2 separate regions of the Macaca mulatta genome follow, and region 1 is linked to region 2. The links are chromatin contacts, called in public Hi-C maps. All regions are on one chromosome and are shown on one strand. Each heading gives the region's core, a stretch centred on a gene start, on an enhancer-like site or on the middle of the called end of the contact. The rest is flanking DNA. Distances are from core to core; before and after follow the strand shown. Region 1 holds the start of DDX28 (DEAD-box helicase 28). Region 2 holds the start of NRN1L (neuritin 1 like).

Region 1 (5,079 bases), core at 2,510-5,009, 130 kb before region 2:
ATTGTTGTAATGCTTGCAATTTCCAAAGTGCTTCATTTATAACTGTGATTCTCAAGCCTAGTTACATCTGGAGAGGTTTTTAAAAATACCAATTTCTAGGCCGGGCACAGTGGCTCACATCTGTAATCCCAGCACTTTGGGAGGCCGAGGTAGGCGGATCAACTGAGGTCAGGAGTTCAAGATCAGCCTGGTCAACATGGCAAAACCTCGTCTCTACTAAAAATACAGAATTAGCCGGGTGTGGTAGCACGCACCTGTAATCCCAGCTACTGGGGTGGCTGAGGCAGAAGAATCACTTGAACCTGGGAGGCAGAGGTTGCAGTGAGTCGAGATTGTGCCACTGAAGTCTAGCCTGGGTGACAGAGTAAGACTCTGTCTAGGCCTTACCCCAAATCAATTAAATCAGAATGTAAATTCCACAAGGGCAGGAATTTTGGCTGTTTTGTTCACAGTCAGTGCCTGGCACATGCATGGTGCTCAGGAAGTATTTGTTGAATGAATGAATATACCATTATTAACTGAGATCCAAGGAACACACCAAGCTCCTGATCCCAGGAGCTTAGATTTTTTTCACAATAAGGACACCTTTCCTATTTCTAAAGCACTACTTATAAAAATATCTCAAGAAAACAATTAGAAGTTACTCAATGTCTACCGTGAGTGAGGGGGAAAAAAGGTAGGCAGTGTTGCCGGGCGTGGTGGCTCACGCCTGTAATCCCAGCACTTTGGGAGGCCGAGGCGGGCGGATCACGAGGTCAGAAGATCGAGACCATTCTGGCTAACACAGTGAAACCCCGTCACTACTAAAAATACAAAAAATTAGCCGGGCGTGGTGGCGGGCGCCTGTAGTCCCAGCTACTCGGGAGGCTGAGGCAGGAGAATGGTGTGAACTGGGGAGGTGGAGCTTGCAGTGAGCCGAGATGGTGCCACTGCACTACAGCCTGGGTGATAGAGCGTGACTCTGTCTCAAAAAAAAAAAAAGGCAGGCAGTGTCTAGTGATGTGACAAGAAGAAATTAGTGGCCATGGGCACAGACAGGCTTAGGCAAGCTCTAACTCCTGTGAAATTTTGAGGTAATCATATTGTAAGGACTCAAGCATAATGAGAAAACAACTATATATTAACCAGCTACCCTACCCTGGATGTTTGAACAAAACCCAAAAACCCAAATGCACATACATACGTATTATTTTGTTCTGATACTTCGGAATTACTTTGATATATTTGTTCTAGCTTTGTACAGAGTAATTCTTTGTTTGATATCTGAAAAACAGTGGCACATGGAAATGGATGAAACCTGTTGGGACAAACATCCAAAGGACTTTTTTTTTTTTTTTTTTTTTTTAGACAGAGCGTCGCCCTGTCGCCCAGGCTGGAGTGCAGTGCTGTGATCTCGGCTCACCGCAACAACCTCCACCTCCTGGGTTCAAATGATTGTCCTGCCTCAGCCTCCGGAGTAGCTGGGATTACAGGCGTGAGCCTGGCCCCAAGGAACTATTTGGATAAGGAGGAGCCCTGAGTTTGTAGAATCATAAAAGTAGCATAGAATCCGGCCGGGCTGGCCGGGCGCGGTGGCTCAAGCCTGTAATCCCAGCACTTTGGCAGGCCGAGACGGGCGGATCACGAGGTCAGGAGATCGAGACCATCCTGGCTAACAGAGTGAAACCCCGTCTCTACTAAAAAATACAAAAAACTAGCCGGGCGAGGTGGCAGGCGCCTGTAGTCCCAGCTACTTGGGAGGCTGAGGCAGGAGAATGGCGTAAACCCGGGAGGCGGAGCTTGCAGTGAGCTGAGATCCGGCCACTGCACTCCAGCCCGGGCGACAGAGCGAGACTCCGTCTCAAAAAAAAAAAAAAAAAAAAAAAAAGAATCCGGCCGGGCACAGCAGCTCACACCTGTAATCTCAGCAAAGACGGGCAAATCACCAGGTCAGGAGTTTGAGATCAGCCTGCCCATCATAGTGAAACTCTGTCTCTATTAAAAACACAAAAGTTACCTGGGCGTGGTAGCGCATGCCTGTAATTCCAGCTACTCAGATGGCTGAGGCAGGAGAATCCCTTGAACCCAGAAGGCAGAGGCTGCAGTGAGCCAAGACTGCAACACTGCACTTCAGCCTGGGCAACACAGTGAGACTGTCTCAAAAAAAAAAAAAAAAAAAAAGTCTCCAGCCATTGTCAAATATGGTGGGAGGGAAAGGGGGGAAAGGGCAAAATCACCCTTGTTTTAGAACCACTACCTTATCCAATGACTGTTCATTCACCCATCACTACTCAAAACTTTCTCTTCGTACTTCCAGATGTTTTCTTGTGGAGAAAAAAAGCCTCTACTCCTCTGGTTTATCTGGCAACTCTCCAGAAAGTCTAATTGTGTAGCACAAGGGTAGAGTGTACTTAAAATTGTAAAAGTTTTTCCTCATACTATTCCAAAAAAAAGCAGTTTTTATCTTTTCAGTGGTATTTGATGAAACTAAAACGCTTTCTCCAGATGTTACGAACCTCCCAGAGTTAACCCATAAACATTTACCTTATCTCCCACCCCAGGCACTGCGGATTACAGAAAATATCTGACACCTATTTTCCAGATCTGTTCAAGAAGTGTCTGTTGGGCATGGTGGCTCACGCTTGTAATCCCATCACTTTGGGAGGTCGAGGTGGGAAGATCACTTGAGGCCAGGAGTTCCAGACCAGCGAGGCCAACATGGTGAAACCCTGCCTCTACTAAAAATAGAAAAAATTAGCCGGGAGTGGGTGGTGCATGCCTGTAGTCTCTGCTACTCGGGAGGCAGAGGCAGGAGAATCGCTTGAACCCCGGAGGCGGAGGTTGCAGTGAGCCGAGATCGCGCCACTGCACTCCAGCCTGGGTGACAGAACGAGACTGTGTCTCAGGACAAAAAAAAAAGGTGACTCATATAGTTCTTGTTTTTACAACCCGAATATCTGAATTCAGGTAAAATATTCTGCCTGACCAGGGCTACATGATAAGCTACGTACCTGCTCATTTCGCAGGGTCGCAGCACCCTTCTTACTACTATTTAGGCAATATAGGTTTCTGACCGGGAAACCAGCGGAGCTGAGCGGGCTGCAAGAGGGGTGGGTTCAGGATGAGAAGTTGGGATGGGTGACGAAGGAGTAGAGAGTGAATCTTGGCTGAAAAGTAAGGAAAATAACTGTGAAGAAGAGATGACCCAGCTTGAAATAAAGCCTGAAGACCTCACCTCCCACTTGAGAGAGAGAAGCAGCTGAAAGCCATCAGCTTGCACTCTGGGCTTTCAGACAGGGAGCGTGAGGGGTTGAGACCAGATCTACGATTTCACACCCCTGTCTCGGCCCCTAGGCCTGACCATTCATTCAAATTCTCAATAAAAAAGGATTACCAGACCCTGCGCAGGGAACACATCTGGGAAAACAGCTGCAACCTCGGAGACCAGCACGGGACAAGCTATCTCTGGGCAATAAGGAACAACTAAAGAGAATCCCAGGAACCAGGTAACCAATCGCCAGAAGCCCTCCGCCCTCATGATCCATTGGGTCAAGGCCCCACTGCCGCCTCGTATCGCCAGCCTCCAGTCCTGCCACCACGACGCACCCTTCCCCAAGGCTGGCCGGGTCTGGATGTCGCCATCCCCTATTCCGAGCTACAGACCTCGCAGCTGAACTCTTAAGGAGAACTTCCCTTCTTCCTCACGGTGCTGCAGCTCCGTACAATGTACTGAGCCTCGCCAGCCACCGTACGCGAGGTCGCGGCGCGTCCGTGACGTCACTTGTGTGCGCTTCTGCCGCACTAAGGGAAACATGGCTCTATCGCGGCCAGTGAGGCTCTTTTCCCTCGTGGCTCGGTTGATCCTGGCGCCCCGACGAGGTCTCACGGTCCGCAGTCCCGACGAACCCCTGCCGGTGGTGCGTATTCCAGTGGCTCTACAGCGGCAGTTGGAACAACGGCAGAGCAGGCAGCGGAACCTCCCGAGGCCGGTGCTGGTTCGACCTGGACGGCTGCTGGTCTCGGCGCGGCGGCCGGAGTTCAACCAGCCGGCGCGCCTCACACTGGGTCGTTGGGAGAGCGCGCCGCTAGCCTCTCAAGGCTGGAAGAGTCGACGCGCGCGTCGGGACCACTTCTCCATCGAGCGAGCGCAACAGGAGGCGCCAGCTGTGCAAAAGCTCTCGTCTGAGGGCAACTTTGCTGACCTGGGCCTGGAGCCCCGTGTGCTGCACGCACTACAGGAGGTTGCGCCTGAAGTCGTTCAGCCCACAACCGTGCAGTCTAACACCATCCCCCAACTACTTCGCGGCCGCCACGTCCTTTGCGCCGCAGAAACCGGCAGTGGCAAGACTCTCAGCTACCTCCTGCCGCTGTTTCAACGGCTCATGGTCCAGCCAAGCCTGGACTCCCTTCGTATCCCCGCTCCCCGAGGCCTAGTCCTTGTTCCTTCCCGAGAACTGGCCCAACAGGTGCAGGCTGTGGCCCAACCCTTGGGCCGCTCCTTGGGCCTGCTGGTGCGGGACCTGGAGGGAGGCCACGGCATGTGTAGGATCAGGATGCAATTGGCCAGACAACCTTCAGCAGATGTGCTAGTGGCCACTCCAGGGGCTCTGTGGAAGGCCCTGAAAAGTCGACTGATTAGTCTGGAGCAACTCTCGTTCTTGGTGTTGGATGAGGCAGACACACTGCTGGATGAAAGCTTCCTGGAACTGGTGGACTGCATCTTAGAGAAGAGCCACATAGCAGACGGCCCAGCTGACTTGGAAGACCGCTTCAATCCCAAAGCTCAGTTAGTGCTGGTAGGAGCCACATTTCCCGAAGGTGTAGGCCAGTTGCTGGATAAAGTCGCCAGCCCAGATGCTGTCACCACCATCACCAGCTCCAATCTCCACTGTATCATGCCTCATGTGAAACAGACATTTCTGAGACTGAAGGGAGCAGATAAGGTAGCCGAGCTGGTGCACATTCTCAAGCATCATAACAGAGCAGAAAGGACTGGCCCCTCAGGAACTGTTCTGGTGTTCTGTAATAGCTCCAGCACTGTGAACTGGCTGGGATATATTCTGGATGATCACAAAATCCAACACCTAAGGTTGCAGGGGC
Region 2 (5,553 bases), core at 2,733-5,232:
GCCAAGATCGCGCCACTGCACTAACAGAGCGAGACTCCATCTCAAAAATAAATAAATAAATAAATAAATAAAATAAAAATAAAATAAATAAATAAAATAAAATATAAGCGGGGGGGGTCATAATCCTGACCTTACAGAGTTGTTGTGAGGGTTAAAAGTAATATGAATTCCAGGTTGATGGCACTCAGAAATCTACACAACACTCCTGTTTTACAGACATTCAGTGCATTAATTAACAAATATTTATCGAACCCTTACTGTGTGCTGGTTTGGGCTCTGGAGAAGAGCAGGAGGGAGGTCCTTAGGTGAAGAGATACATTAATGCAGAGGGGACTGGATTCAGGACATCCATCCCTCAGGCTCTCTCAGAACAATAAGGTACTCCTTGTCCACAGTGCTTCAAATGTGTGAAACACCATCACCATGATGCTCTGGCCTGGGCAGCTGTGCCCAGGGCCCAGCCAGCTTGGCTATCAGCCCACCCCTCTCCTCCAGCTCTAGGATAAAACACACAAAGCCCTTAAGCCCCTGGCCAGAGAGCAGATTCTTTCCCCCCTCCCCAAGCCCCACTCTATTCCATGGAAGAGTAGGGACTTAGCAAAAACCAGGGGAAAAGTAGGTCACAGCAGGAGGATAGTAATCTCCCTGATGGCTGGCCAGAACAGCCAGGCCCCTGCTCCTGGTCATCCAAGCCCAGCTCTGGAAGACTTCTGGGATATACAGCCCCAGCACCATCCTTCCTAGCAGTATGCCCAGGGTAAAGGTGCCACCCTAAAATGACACACCTCCACAGTGGGGTCATTCTCAGTCCAAGCTCTTGCTGACTGTAGCACTACCCATGCTGGACTTAAAGAGCTCTATCTTTCATTCCACACCCTCCCACAAGTGCACCCTTTATATCCAGCCCTAGGATGGATGCTAGAGACACAACGAGGATTCTGACAAAAAGGACTTCCTGCCCTTGGGGAATCCACAGTGGGGAATTCTGACCTGTATCTAGACAATAACAAGCTAGTGCTATCAGTACTGAGGCAGAAGGGAATCCAGGAGCCGTGTGGACCTAGAGGAGCCTTCTGATTCAGCTTGTAGTCAGGGTTAGGGAATAGTTCCTAGAGGAGGTGATACTACAAGAGTGAGCCACTGCACCCGGCTGAGTTTTTCAATTTAGAAAGTAAAGAATAAGGCGGAACGTGGTGGCTCATGCCTGCAATCCCAGCACTTTGGGAGGCCAAGGGGGTCAGATCACCTGAGGTCAGGAGTTCGAGACCAGCCTGGCCAACATGGTGAAACCCATCTCTACTAAAAATACAAAATTAGTTGGGCATGGTGGCGGGCACCTGTAATCCCAGCTACTAGGGAGGCTGAGGCAGGAGAACTACTTGAACCCAGGAGGTGGAGGTTGCAGTGAGCCAAGATTGTGCCACTGCATTCCAGCCTGGGTGACAAGAGCAAGACTCCATCTCAAAAAAAATAAATAAATAAAAATAAAGTGGAGGGAACGATAATTTAAGTCAATGAGGAGACTATGGCAGTTCCTCTATAAACCGTGGGGTGATGGCTTGGAATAGGATCCTGACAGTGGTGGGAGAAGGCTGATCAGAAGAAGGTCCCACCCCCAGAAGGCTTCCTCCTTCCTCAGATTCTGCCTAGCTGATTTTGCTCTTCCACCGGTATGAAGAGGGGCTCCTCGCACACCACATGCTGTCATTCCACGGCTTCCAGAAAGCCTTCTGCAGTTGTTTTGACAACACACCGCCTACCTCTTCTCAAAGAACAAGGTTGTGGAGAGCAGAGGCCAGAGGAACCCTTACAGTAACCCCAGTTTTTGCCACTTCAGGTCATATCAGGGGCTTGAATGTGGACTTCAACAGAGGCTCCCCACCTTCTAGAACAGGCCTCCTTCAGACAGACCAGAAAGCCAGAGGAAGGGACTGAGCACACAGTCTGTGCTGTGCCTTGAAGGCTGAGGTGACAGGCAGAGAGAGGAGGAGGTGAAATGGTCAGGAGCCCAGAGGCTGGGGAGGGGGTGGAGCTGAGATCAAGGGCACTTCACCAGCTCACCTGGCCCCCAGGGGCCAGGATAGAAGGGGTAGGCAGTGCTAGGAGTGCAGGGCTGAGACCCCGCCCTCCCGACCCCAAGCCAGCATAGGAAAGTAGAGGAAGACTGTGCATTCCGGCAGATCTCTGGTCTCCACTGGAGGAGCTCTTGGGACCTGCACGAAATGGAAAGCTTTGCGCTGCCACTGGGAAACCAGTGTTCGTAAGGAGGAAGATTGAGTCCCCTGTGGTGGCCCTCAGCCCCGCCCATTCCATCCAAGCAAAGGATCAGTTTCTGGGAGTCCCTGGCCCCAGCCAAGCAAGGCCGCAGCCAGGAGAAAGGAAGGAGCTTAGTACAAATATAAATACCTTTAATGAAAAGCCCTGCTGCGCTCTGCAGGGCCTGGACAACCACCGCCAGGGCAGGGCTGGAGGCACAGGCACTGCCACCTGACCTGATAGGCTAGGCCAGAGGCCCCAGGAGGTAGGTCAGAGCCAGAGCAGCCGCCAGCAGTGGGGGCGCAGGGGCCATGGGGAGTGCAGGTGCTGCAGCTGGCAGTGTCTCCTGGTTGGTTTCGGAGCCTGTACCGCGCTCCCGAACATGCACCGGGGCGCTGCACAGAGTGTGCAAGTTATTCGGATGGGGGGCCCGGCGAGCTTCTTGCTGTAGTGATTCCCACACTGCAGCTGCCTCCTCCGGACAGCCCAACAGGACCCGAGAGGCACAGGCATGGAAGTCATTCCAAGATCTGTTAAGGGAGTGGGATTAGGGGGATTAGGTGAGGCAAGGAGATTTTGGTTTGGGAAATAAAAGGTTCAGTCCCCAATGGTGGCACAGGTTGGGCCACTGCCTCGCACCCGCTGGTACCTGCAGATGGTCTCCAGCTCGCCTCCGCGGCCCATGCCGTCCCCCAAGCGGATGAGACACTCGGCGAAGCCCTGGTATATGGTGTCACAGCGGTTTGGGCCCACTGCAGCTGCTGCCAGGGGAGGTACAAGGACTAGAAGTGGGGTGGGGGTGGGGGAATGGTAGATAGGATGAGCCAGGCCCGTCCCCCAGCCCCCAGGGGCTTGTTTACCTGGGAGCACTCTGGGGATGTGACTCAGCGGAAAAAGGGTGCCCTAAGGAACTAAAGGGCAAATCTGGGGATTACCTACCCAGGCCCCCTTCAAGGTAAGACCCAGACTGGGATTTGCACAGGGGGAGGGGATGTTGTGTCCCCCAAATCAGCTCTTCCTCTGAGCTTCTGGGGCCCCAGGTGGGATGAGGAGGGTTCACGTGAAGGAATCAGGATAGGGTGGAGGGGAGGGTGGTCCAGAGGCCCGGGACTAGAAACAAGTGCATCTCTCTGCGGTTTAGACAAGCTTTGCTTGGCCCTCCAAACTCTCTCTAAAGATAGGTATTTTTGGAGAGACAGGGCAGGATGCAGAGGTATTGGGATCCAGGCCAGACCCTCAGAGAGGACTTAGGGATCCTATGACCGATCTATAAGTCCTGCCATTGGCATGTCTCCCTTTATCATAAGAGGGGATGCAAATTTTGGAGTCCTTCCCCCATAACTAGGGCTGTTTGTGCCTCTCACCTTCTGTCCTGAAGTCACCAGCACACCTTCCTGGAGCCCTTGCAACTCTTCTCCACCCTGGTGCCCAGTGTTCCCACACACCCTATGCCCAGTCTGGCCTGGCTGGGCAAGGAGGGGGTGTGGCCCGGGCCCCGGACGCCCGCACTCACCGAGGGGCAGCAACAGCAACGGCCTCAGGGCACGGGGTGGTTGCCAGCAGCAGCGGCAGCGGCAGTGGCAGCGGCGCATCGTCCCTGGCTGAGAGCCTAGTGCCAGAGCTAGCAGCTTGGAGCGCAGCCCGTCCGCCCAGCCCCCGGAGGGAGGGACGGTGATTGGATGGAAGCCGGGGGTGGGGCTCCGAACCCAGCCGGCGGCTCCACCTCCAACACCCAAATGGGAAAAGGAGCGAGAAGGGACCTCAGAGAGCAGAAATTCCCAGGAGCACAGGCTGGTGCTGAGCAGGCCCCTGGACCCTCACCCCATAAAAGGAGGGAGAAGGGAGATCTGGGAAGGCAGTTGGAGCAGATGAGTGGGTAACCCCGCCCCTTGGCTGGGTTGGCCTAGACAGAGCTCCACAGGGAAGAGAGGGGCAGGGAAGGAACAGAGGGCAGTTATGAGAGTCACACCAAAGACAAGCCAAAAGCACACACATACTCCATTTTATTCCAAAAGCATTTAATTGAATTTCTCAACATTTTTCAAAAACAAAAAGATCCAAATTAGAGGTAAAAAGGAACATGGAAAATTCCACTCAAGTGGTGTCACGATCTCAGGGTCATGCTCCAGGCATGGCAGAACCCAAGCAGGCACAATACCTGCCCTGGGCCCAGCCTAAACCTTCTGACTACCACACCCTGTAGACCACGGCCAGTGCTCCCTGCTCCCTGACCCCCAAACACCCCAGAGATGGGGGCCTGAGCAGGTAAAGGCCAGCCGTGACCCTGCCTCGGCCTAGGCCTGTCTGATGGCCTTCAGTGCCATCCCACCCCTGGGCAAGGCAGGCTTAGCAGCTAAGGGAGGCTGGGGGTCACAAGACCATGCAGCATGAGGCTGAGACGCCGGGCTGCTTTGCCAAGTGAGTTGTGTGGCTCAGCCTGCAGGAACTGAAAAAGCTTTTGGCGCACCTGGGCCATAACGGAGCCCATGTGGTCCCGAGTGATAGGGTCACTGTGGTCCAGATGCATCACGGCCTCTTCCAGGTAGCTGGGGATGGGGGAAAGGACAGGCTACAGGTGGGCACCAGCAGATGGGAGCGCCCCCTGGTGGCACTGAAGCCCAGAGGAAACCCTCTGGGTGAGGGCAGAGAGGATTGGTGGAGAAAATTAGGGAGAGGATTCAGGCAGAAGTGGGTGTCAGATTCAAACTGCTCGCTCCTACTCCCCCACTCCCCAGTTCATCTCCCCATTCCTGGCTGCCCCCACTTACCTGAGCTTGAGGTCAGTTCGAGTGCCAAGGTCAGATGCCAGCTGCTGGATGAGGGAAAGGAGCACAGGCTGAGAGAGTGGGCAGGGTGGCTGCCCAAAAACCTGGGCTGGGTCTACAGTTTCACACACATACAGCACCAGGTTCAGGTCAGCAGCTGTCAGTGCCTGGAGGAGAAAAAAAGAGCAGTGTTTATAGCAAATATCAGGATGGAATGTCTGTTTATCTGAACTGTGTGGCCTGAGGGAGGAAGACAACGGGGTGCGCTAGTGAGGGCTCCAGAGGGACTCAGAGAGAGCCCCGCAGAGTTGTATAGTTACCCTAGGGGATTGGGAAATGGTTCCTGAGAAGGGTAGTTGTAAAGCAAGGTGGGCTAGGTGGGAAGAAGGGGGTCCAGGAAGAGGAAGCAGCAGGGACAATGGCCTCGAGGCCAAAGGGAACCAAGAACAGTCTGCTGGGACCAGAAGGTGCAAAGCTGGTGGGTGGAATGTATGGTGTGTGGGCCTTGTCAAGAGACACGTGACCCTTACCA

The links. Hi-C and Micro-C count contacts between places; a contact is called where the count stands out from the background.
Region 1: a contact with region 2 is called in a Hi-C map of fetal cortex germinal zone, with 2.7 times the contacts expected there. The contact joins the promoter of DDX28 here to the promoter of NRN1L in region 2. A contact is called at or near these places in 2 of 14 Hi-C or Micro-C datasets (fetal cortex germinal zone and liver).

Annotation. Positions count from the first base shown.
Region 1 is chr20:63,593,545-63,598,623 of T2T-MMU8v2.0, reverse strand. DDX28 (DEAD-box helicase 28) reads left to right here and starts at 3,759. Exons shown (of 1, transcript XM_001097528.5): 1 at 3,759-5,079. The coding sequence starts at 3,792. It overlaps DUS2 (dihydrouridine synthase 2), which reads right to left and starts at 3,710. Exons shown (of 18, transcript XR_013411056.1): 1 at 3,643-3,710; 2 at 2,991-3,146.
Region 2 is chr20:63,459,582-63,465,134 of T2T-MMU8v2.0, reverse strand. It overlaps NRN1L (neuritin 1 like), which reads right to left and starts at 3,982. Exons shown (of 3, transcript XM_028841533.2): 1 at 3,770-3,982; 2 at 2,906-3,038; 3 at 208-397. The coding sequence starts at 3,848. The coding sequence ends at 340. EDC4 (enhancer of mRNA decapping 4) reads right to left here. Exons shown (of 29, transcript XR_013411015.1): 27 at 5,541-5,553; 28 at 5,025-5,247; 29 at 4,258-4,802.